Regions from separate parts of the Sus scrofa genome. Here region 1 is linked to region 2. A link is a contact called in public HiChIP or PLAC-seq data. All regions are on one chromosome and are shown on one strand. The core of a region is the stretch at or near the end of the contact, and the rest is flanking DNA. Distances in the headings are between cores, read along the strand shown. Region 1 overlaps PSTPIP1 (proline-serine-threonine phosphatase interacting protein 1). Region 2 has its middle 74 kb from the start of HMG20A.

What was found. HiChIP or PLAC-seq counts read pairs in DNA pulled down with a chosen protein or histone mark.
Region 1: an H3K27ac HiChIP or PLAC-seq map of skeletal muscle shows a contact between it and region 2. The contact joins two enhancer-like sites. A contact is called at or near these places in 2 of 47 Hi-C or Micro-C datasets (embryonic fibroblasts and skeletal muscle) and 2 of 2 datasets of contacts at active chromatin or transcription factors (alveolar macrophages and skeletal muscle).

Annotation. Positions count from the first base shown.
Region 1 is chr7:57,134,544-57,139,715 of Sscrofa11.1, reverse strand. PSTPIP1 (proline-serine-threonine phosphatase interacting protein 1) reads right to left here. Exons shown (of 15, transcript NM_001244186.1): 4 at 4,313-4,347; 5 at 3,977-4,083; 6 at 1,393-1,455; 7 at 695-793. Among named protein-coding and RNA genes, the nearest start is that of PSTPIP1, 34 kb to the right of the region's middle. Within about 2 kb of position 2,330, at least 3 of the 83 cell types and tissues checked have an H3K27ac peak or open chromatin away from gene starts, as enhancers often do. A contact at or near this core is called in skeletal muscle, where this site is marked.
Region 2 is chr7:57,576,106-57,580,868 of Sscrofa11.1, reverse strand. No RefSeq gene overlaps it. Among named protein-coding and RNA genes, the nearest start is that of HMG20A, 74 kb to the right of the region's middle. Within about 2 kb of position 1,583, at least 64 of the 83 cell types and tissues checked have an H3K27ac peak or open chromatin away from gene starts, as enhancers often do. A contact at or near this core is called in skeletal muscle, where this site is marked.

The DNA.
Region 1 (5,172 bases), core at 1,081-3,580, 440 kb after region 2:
TCCCCACGGGCCCACAGGGTGGTTCTGATGAAAAAGGAATAAACCAGAAACCTGCAGCTCAGATGTGAAAACTAGATGCTGAGACTTAGAGCAAGAAACGACCTGGGGCCCCACGACCACTGCAGAACCCACTGCCTGGGGCTTGGGCTCTGGTCCTGACTCGCTGCCACCAACTCGCCCGCAGGCCCCTGCCCTCTCTGGGCCTTGGCTTTCCTGTCCGGGACAAGGGCAAACGCGTTCTCAGGCCCGGGAGGCTCCCACATCCCGTTCTGGCCTAGAGGTCAGAGCCGACAAGGGCTGGGGCCTGGCCACTCCGGGTGGGGGTGCTTTCTCTGCTGCTTCCTCGCCTTCTCTGGGCCCATTTCCTCTCTGTGACATGGGCCTACCGAGCCCCTCTCCCAAGGGTCATGTGAGGGTTAGCATCTGCTCTCATGGCCCTGTGAGCTCTGGGCCTGCTCCGAGGAAGGACCTTGAGTGCAGCCTGGACATGGCAAAGTGGATCGAGCTGACGCCATCTAGACCCTGAGATTCCAGGAAACCCATTTCACAGATGGGGAAATGGAGGTTCAGAGAGAGGGGAGCAGCCAGCGTGTTCCAGATGCACACCTTGCCTTAACGGTCTGTGTCACCCCTGCCCTGACTCCCGCCCTGTCTCAGCCCAGGGACACCAGGTGACTTCAGTGGCTCAACGCACCTTCTCCACCTGCTTCTGTTGCCCATTGGCACTAATGCGCTCAAAGATCTGCTCCGCGTCGTCAGCATCCCGGCACTTCTGCTCATACGTCTTCTTGGACTGGGGGGCGGGGACACAGACACATGACGTAGAGGCCCCAGAGGGAGGTTTCTGAGCTCAGCCTCTCTTCTACCCGCTGAGGGGTGTGGATGGAACAGGGGCTTCCTCACCACAGACAGGGACTGGGGGTCCAGAATGGAGATGGAGAAGGGCATCGTGTGCCCAGGCCCCTTCCCAGTGGGGACAGGGTAGCCCTGCCTGTGGCCCTGGCCTCTTCAGGGGCGTGGTCACATCAAACTACCAGCAGGGCCCTGAAAACGCCCTGCACTGTCACAGGGGCAGCCTCTGCACATGCCGTCCTCTCCTGTAGAGCCATTTTTTTCCTCCTTACTCTGTCCTAGGAGACAGTTCAGAGGTCCCCACTCCTTTCATCCCCCCAAGTCCCCAGCTCCAGCATGGATGACCCAGGGGACCACTGTCGGGACCAATTACCTGCCCATCAGGAGGAGCTCCCAAGGGCAGGTGGACCCAGCACAGCCCCACTGTGCCTGTTGCTGGACAGAGGCCTGAGGCCAGCCCTGTCCCTTGTGCCCGCCCAGGGCTCCTGGGATCCACACCCTGAGCCCTGCCACCCCCAGGCCCAAGGCCCTGGCACTCACCTCCATGGCCTTCTTGTAGAGGGACAGCTTACTCTTCTGGACACGGTCCATGACAGCTTCGAACTGCGGGGGACACGAAGCTCTGAGCGTGGGGCTGTGGCCTCGGGACACTCCCCTAGGCCAAGAGGACGGGTGTCCCTGGGATGAGGCCCAGCATCCCCTACTGGCTCTGAAGGGGGTGGCACCAAGACCCCCCTCTCCCAGGACCTGCTCTTTCACAACCAGCACTCAGAGCAGAAAGCGGGGAGCCCGAGGCACGGATGTGCCATCGTAGCCTCTCGCTACTGACCTGTCCAGACTTCATCTCTAGCTGGGGACACCCAGCCTGCACGCACGCATGCGCCCCTGTACCCGCATACAGCCATCATGCTCCGTGTACACATGCGCACAGAGTTCCACCCATGCGCAGAAGTACACGCTAAAAGGTTCCTACTGCTCATACTTGCACACACAAGGCCTTCACACACCTCTCCCAAGTGCCACCCCCCCTGCCATGAGCCTCTGCACACAGGTGAACACACACTCCAAATTTAGTCATGGCCACACACGCAGGCACACGGGGCCTCTGCACCCCCACCTTGCCTCCCGTGCTCCTCGTTCAGATGGAGGATGTGCCTGGCAGGGACTGGAAATGAGGGAATGAGACACCCCTCATGTCAGGGCTATAGCCAAGTTGTGCCTGGGGTCACAGTGGGGCCTGTGTCAGCGACAAGGCCTCAGGAAGCCACCTGGTCCAACACACACACACCAAGACACATGCATGTGTTCACAGGTGTGCACACACACACACACACCCATGTTCTCCTGGGCACACACACATGTCCATACATGCACATGTGTGCACACACATGCAGGCAGTCTTCCCCACACACTGCATCATAGCTCTCCTCTGCTTGTGGAGGACCTGGCCACTCTGCGGAAGGTGTCACTGTCCAAAACAGCTATTTGTAGACATCACAGTCTCACTGGCCACAGGAAAGCTCAAAATAGCCATCCTGGGGCCTCATGGTCACAGCAGATGTTTCCCAGGCAAGTTTCAGCCCAGAGAGGGCCTCTGCTCCTGCACCTCAAGGCCAGGCCAGTTTCTGTGGCTGGCTTTGGGGACCCACAGTCTGCTCAGGAACCCAGATTTAGAATCCTGAAAGGCTGAAACCCCAACTAGCTAGATAGGCAGACAGGGGGTGCAGCCACACTGAATTTCTGTGGTAAGAGCCTCTAATTGGAGCTGGCACCTTGCCTGTGAAGACTGAGGGGGGCTGGTTCTGGTCTGGGTCCCCAACACTTGGGAGGTGGACATAAGTGTCCCATCCTGCAAGAGGGAAACGGAGGCACAGACAGGGGAAGTGGCTTGGCCGGGATACTCAGTCCCAGCCATGAACTATCTCCTTCTTCCCCTTCCCAGCTCCGTTGAATGGATTCTTCCATTCCAGTTCCTTGGACAGTTTACAATGATCCTTCCTCTCCAAGCAAGAAGTACATCTGTGTGCTGGCCTCCCCGCCCCCGTCCAAGGCACCACCCTCATCACTGAGGCCCATCTGCCTTCCCAGAGGGCCACGAGCTCCACCAGTCAGAGTCTCAGGTTTGGGAGGGGGCCCTGGGACACAGAGGTCACCAAGCCCACCTCCCATCCAACCTCTGCTGCATCCCTCCCACTTCCTTTCCATGCGGTCCCTCTATCTAGGGACAGCCACACCCTACAGATGAGTGAAAAGCACTTTTGGATGCTAAGGTAAACTCAGCACCCCCACCACTTGCAAGCTCTGTTCCCTTCAGCCTCAGGCAGCCCTGCAGAATGGCCGCCGTGACTGACTCGCCCAAGTCCTCCTTTCTCCCGGATAAACAACCCTGATCCTTCAGCTCAGGACCAGTTTCTGGTGACTCCCCTCCTTTGGATACCCCCAAGCTGTCAGGGACCCTCTACAGCCTAGTGGAAGTAGGATAATCAAAATGACCAATGACTATGCAATGCAATACTATCAGCCATAAAAAAAAGAATGAAATAATGCCACTTGCAGCAACATGGATGCAACTAGAGATTCTCATAGTAAGTGAAAGAAGTCAGAGAAAGACAAATGTCATGTGGTATCCCTTATATGTGGAATCTAAAATCCAACGCAAGTCAATATATCTACACAACAAAAACAGGCTCACAGATATAGAGAACAGTCTTGTGGTTGCCAAGAGGGAGGGAAGGACTGGGAGTTCGGGGTTAGCAGATGCAAACCATTACACAGAGAATGGATCACAACAAGGACCTACTGTAGAGCACAGGGAATGGTATTCAATATCGTGTGATAACCATCATGGAAAAGAATGTGAAAAGAATATCTACGTGTGTACAAATGAATCACTTTGCTGCACAGCAGAAATTAACACAACATTGTGTAAATCAACTATACGTCAATAAAAATTTTTCAGAAAAAAATGTTAATGTCTTTCCCTCTTCTTGGTAGAAGATAGCTCAGTGGGAAGACCTACGGTCGGGCTTTCAGGCCTGAGAGCTGGGCCCTGTTCCAAGCCTGGAGTGCAGTCTCCCCACCTTCCAGGAGGAGAGCCCCTCCCCCACCACTTCCACTGCCTCACCTTCTTCCTCTGCTCCTTCTGCCTCTCTCGGAACTCCTCCAGGCTCCGCAGCTCCTCGCGCAGGGCCAGGGCCAGCTGGATGTGGGAGCTGCCCACGTTCTCCATTTCTGGGGGCAGAGTAAGGACGTCAGTTGCTGATATCAGACTTGATGGGCCCCAGCCGCTCACACACTCGCCCCCACCTGGACCAGCCCAGCCCCAACCCCACAGGGTGTCTCCACCAGCCTCACAACAACCCCTCCCAGCCAGGATCCATCCATCTCCAGCTATGGGGATACCGTGTTCCCAGAGGGTCCTGTCACCCTGCAGCCTGCGGTGGGGACAGGTGGGACTTACGCTGCTTCAGGGAGTCAAAGGAGGCCCTCAGGGAGCTGCAAAACAGAAAGACCAGGGTCAGCAGGAGGACAGCGGGGCAGAACCTGAAGTCCTGGCTGGGCCCAGGGACTTTTACTTCCGTGGGAGGGCGCTAGGTCACTCACACACACCGATCTCGACCCAAAGGACTCTCTGGCCAGACTGTGACCATCCCCTCAGAGCCCAAGCTGGAATTTCTGGAAGGCAAAGCTCTCTTTGGAAAATACAAAGGAGTCAAAAGCTCCCACTGTGGTGGAAGGCTCCTGGCTTCTGGGAGTCCCCAGCCCCCCGCCCCCCAGAGTCCCTCCCCGGTAGTCCTCTTCTCTCTTTAGAATGAACTGAAGCAGGAGAAGGTGGGGTTCAGACCTGGCAGGTGGCCTGAGGACATTTTGAAGGGAGTGGAATGGGGGCTCTGGGGGAAGGGGGGTGACAAGCAGGCAGGGGTGCTGCAGGGGAGAGATGTGGGGGCTTTAGGACAGGATGAAAAGGATGTACAAGTGAGGACATCAGAAGGCTGAGGGCTTCCCTGGTCCCTGGCTGGGCGGCTGGGCGGCTGGAAGGGACACCTCTGAGTGGGTCCCAGGAGGGAAGAAGATAGGGAGTTACTTTAGGGTGCACCAGGCTTGGGGTGCCTTAAAAACCCCAGCAGGAGGAGTCAGGAAGCATCGAGGTGGCCAGTCTAGAGCAGAGATGTAGGTGCTGTCCACTCCAGGGGTTGAGAGGGAGAGCGGGAAGGGAAGCAGGTGGCGCTGGGCATGGGAGGTGAGGGGTGATGCACCAGGTAGAATTGCGAGATGGAGCAAATAAAAATGCCGGATAGTTAAGTTCAGATTTCAGATAAA
Region 2 (4,763 bases), core at 334-2,833:
CACACACATAGGAAAGAAAGAAAACTACAGCAGCACAGCAAAGACACTGTCTTATCAGTGAGCTTTGCAGTTACCCAAGTCACCCAGGTTTTAATGGAGAGATGGTCTGGAGATGTTGCAAGTGACACAGACAGTGGCCTAGTTTGGAATAATGGAATGAGGGTCTTTACAGAACTCAGCTGAATGTTTTTCCACTATGACATTACTGCATCTCAACAGCCTGTTAAGGTATATAGGGTGGATTAAAATCCCCAGGTTACGGATGAGAAAACTGAGTCTCCAAGAGAGGAAGAGACCCATGCTAACCAGTGGCTGCAGTGGCTGTGAACCCAGGTTTCTTGGCTCCATCCAGACCTCATTTAGCCACCTGGGCTGAAGGAAACCTGGGAGTCAAGGCCAAAGGTGCCTGGGGACTGAGGTCCATGAGGGTGGGGATGGGGAGAGAGGCACACCACTTCAAGTTCAAGTTGCTAGTTTTGCAGAGTGTAAAATTACTGCACAAGTCCCAGAGAATAAACAGAGTTAACACCCCATTAAATACAATGGACTTTCAACGTGAGCTTGAGACGTGCCCAGATTGAAACTAGCTGAGCAGGAGCTGGCCCGTGAGTAAAATGTATCACACGCACTGCCTTAACGTTTCCAAAAAAGAAAAATCTAGCTCGGGGAGAAGAAAGCGCCGGCAGCAGCTCTGCAGGCTCAGGGCTGAGGATCCGGTAATGAAGTCTTTCTGGAAGGTAAGAAAGGGCTGTGTGCTGTATGCTATTTTTAAACATGCTGGAGCAGCACATGTATTCCTGCCCCTCCGCACTTTCTCCAGCAGAGGAGGGGCCCCGGGGAATGCAGCCAGGAATTTAGATGCTATTTATTGTATTTCCTTTTATCAGTCAAATGATTTTCCTATTTCCCACATAGATAAAGATCTTCCGCTTACAGCTCCAGCTTGTTGACCTTGTCAGGACTGCTGTGCAGTCTGGAAATTGGTCCCAGAGAGAGAAGGGCATTGTTGTGAGGGGTTTGTTTGGCGGGTTGGGTTTTTCTTCTCCCAATAGGGAGGAGATCCATTTACAAAAAAAAAAAAAAAAAAAAAACCTTCCAAAAAACAAAAACTGATTGTTTCGTGTCTTTTTCCAAAACTGCAAGGTTGTCCAAGGAATTTGGTTCCCCAACCTCCCTCTGACCTCCACCTGAATATCTCCACCCTATCTTTCACCATCTCTCTCTCTCTCTCTCTCTCTCTCACACACACACACACACACACACACACTTCAGCAGCAAGCCTGACCCTGGGCCTGCTGCTGAGCCGCAGTCTTGGCAGGCGGTGGGTGGTGGGGTGGAGGGGGCGGCAGCTGGGTCTCAGCTTGTAAGCTGAGCCAGGCTCTCCGCGGTGCCAGGACTAGAGGCCCCTTGGAGATGCCAGCAGGCCTGAGTGGGAGCAGTTACAACTTCCCCTCGCTGGAAGCTTTGGAGCCAGCAAGGCCTCTAGGAGCCGCATTTCCAGGCGAGGGAGTGGCCTCAGGGCTGCTATCCAGCGGGAGGTCTCCTCTTGGGCAAGCTGCCCTCTTTGTTTGCCTCGCCTGGGCCTGCTGGCCAGGTTCAAGGGTCGGAGCCAGCCCACTTCTCCTCGCCTTCTCAGAACGCCACCAGCGGATGATGCCGGAGGCCGGGGTTTCATTATAAATCCTCTCCATTTCTGGCTCGTTCTCAACCACAAAACATAAAGAGAGCCAGCGAGCCTCAGCTAGAATTCAGCCCCTCGCAGACTCAATGTTTGCAGAACGAGGAGCTGCAGGCCCCTCCGCCCCGGCGTGGGTCCGCTGCGGATTTTGACAGCCGCCAGTTTTTTCTGAAGCCCCAGGTTCTTCCCCAGCGTCGTGGCGCTTCCGGGCCAGGACGGCAGAGGGCAGTGGCTCTCCTGACAGCACCTCTGTCAACGCGGCGCTCACACATCTGGAAATGGGCTCTCCCACTCTCTTACGAAATGCTGGACGAGGATCGGTCTGTGTGAAATGTACTGGCACCGAGGGAGCAGCATCCGCATCAAGAATTCCACTTTCTCATTAATGCTATGTCCCCCTCAAGAGCGCTTGTGGAATGTGGGGAATTCGCCTTGCCAAGGCAGCCAGCAAATCTCAGTCTTTTGGGGCTTGGTCAGGCCTGGGTGGAATGCTTGGAAGGACCACCTCTGGTCCAAAGCCTTTGCCCTTCCCTCCCACGTGGAAGGTGAAAAACAAAACAGAGGAGCGGACCCCCCAGATCTTCCCCCAGGGGAAGAAAGCAAAAAATGAAAGCCTTGCCCTTCCGTGCCTCCTGAAGACAGCGCATGCTCATAGTTCCAGGTTCTTGAGAAACAAGACCTAATTCTAAGAAAGCATCTTCCTAAATTACAAGCGATTAGAAATGCCAGTGTGACTCGCAGTGTGCAGCTGGGAAGGGAGAAACTGGATGGCGGAGGGCAGAGCTGGCACTGGGGAAGCGCCTGCCTTCTACTCTGAGACTGCTCCCTAGACTTCCCAAAGCTGCATGCATTTAAATGTCCACATTTTTTCCACAGAAGCCAGCACTCTGGACTTCTCTTGGCCAAACAACACATCTGTCTAATATGATGTGGGAGAAATATGTTACATTCTTTTATGAACGGAATGTTAACACCACCTAGAATCAATATTTATATCCAAGAACACAATGATCTGGCTTGTTTTGTGCTGCCCTGTTGCAGAAAGGGACATTCGGGAAGAGCTGAGAGGTTCCCTCTCTTCTTGCCCAGAAAGGCCGACCTACCAAGGCAAATCATCTGGGGCTCAGGCATCGAAAGGGTTTCGGCCTTGGAGGCCCTGCTGGTTCCCTTCCTGCCCCTGCCGCCCTCTGTCTCTTGGGACTTCAAGAGGAAGTCAGAGAGCAGCAAGTGGGGCAGGAATGTGCAGTGAGATCCAGGACCTGAGGCAGCGTTCTGTCTAGCTGACAGTCCCTGAGGGTTGCGCTTTGGGGAGGAAGGTCAGGCTTACATCCTGGCACTTCCTCCTTCTCATCAAAGGAGGAGATGATACACCTTAACATAAATCCTTAGGCCAGAGACTTCTGGGAGCCTAAAAACAAAGAACAGTGGGTAAAAACATTTTCTTTCATGCTGGTAATATTTTTTTGGCCAGGCAATGACCCTTATCTGAGACAGCCACTGTCACAGAGACGGAAGCCACCTCTCCCCTCCTCAGAATCAAGGAGATCAAGCTCCTTAGGATGGTTTATTCTTTTTTTTTTTTTTTTTTTTTTTTGTCTTTTGTCTTTTCAGGACCACACCTGCGGCATATGGAGGTTCCCAGGCTAGGGGTCTAATCAGAGCTACAACTGCTGGCCTACACCACGGACACAGCAACGCCAGATCCAAGCCGTGCCTGCAACCTACACCACAGCTCATGGCAATGCTGGATCCCTAACCCACTGAGCAAGGCCAGGGATCGAACCCACAACCTCATGGTTCCTAGTCGGATTCGTTTCCGCTGCACCACAAAGGGAACTCCTGGGTGGTTTATTCCTTAATGCTGTTTTTATTCCATTGCCTTCTAAAGCTTCGGGGCCTGCAGCCTGGAGTCAGCCACTTGCAGGTAAAATCATTACCTAATTATAAAAAAACCCCAACCAAACAAAAACCTCTCCTCCTTTCCCAGAACATTTAAGTTTGCCTGTACCAAAGCATCTACAATTGTGAGAGTCCTGAATTGGTCCCTCATTTTGCAGAGCAAGCAAGCCTATTTCGTTTTCACATTAGATGGTGAAGGTTACCACTTTCAACAATAGCCCTTGTCTCTCTCATTAAATGCCTGGAGCTCATTATGGTATAACCTGCAGAAGAGTCTTTACTGCTTTAATAGGCACGGTCTTTAGAAAAGATCTTTGGCTTATATATAAGATCAAGACATGATTAATCTTGGCCCCATTTAGCCGTGGGTCAGGTTTTCAAGCTACAGAGAAACCCCTTCTTAGCATGATCATAATTTACAAGTTTCTATCATCTCTAGCCCTTTCCCCCATATTGTTAGCATGTTCAGGTGCTGCAAATCACTTGGTCTGTCTTGTATTTTCATCCTGTTGTAAGATATGAATAAATCTTTGCTATAACATCAGCTATGGTAAACAGATATTATTTCACAGTAAGCTACTGGGAAGTTCAGCATCTTCTTTACAGATGCAAAATTCCACCTGCAGAAATCCCACACAAGGAACCTATGTAAGTTAAATGCTCTAAACATCTTTAGAGATACTGCCTGATTTAAGCCAACAGAAAAGTTGCACCTGGGTCCAGATGCTGTTTCTGGTGTCAAGGGCAGAACAAAGGAATAGTGAAGGTTGGTAGTAGGGCAGATGTTCCGACAGTGAAATCTTTAGTCAGGATGGAAGAGATTGGCGGGACCTGACTTTTTGTCTGCACAGCAGGGCCAGGATCTGAGAGAAAAGTGTTAACATAAAAAGCCTCCCTGGGCGTCTTTAGTAAATGTCACCCCAAGTTCAGACCTATCTAAAGCTTTAGAATTGTCAATGTAGGTGCTTACTTAATATTTCCCCTCCTGCATCTCAACCGAACATGTCCACAAGGATCTCTGACTTCTAGCCACTCCCACCTGTCCACCCCCCAAGTCTGCTCCTCCTCCAGGCTGCCCACCTCAATCAACAGGGCCAGATGGATCCCAATAAATGGTACTCCAAGCCCACAGCTACGGTCTCTTCCCACTCTTTCCCCTCTCTAGCCCATCACTCATCCTGTTCAA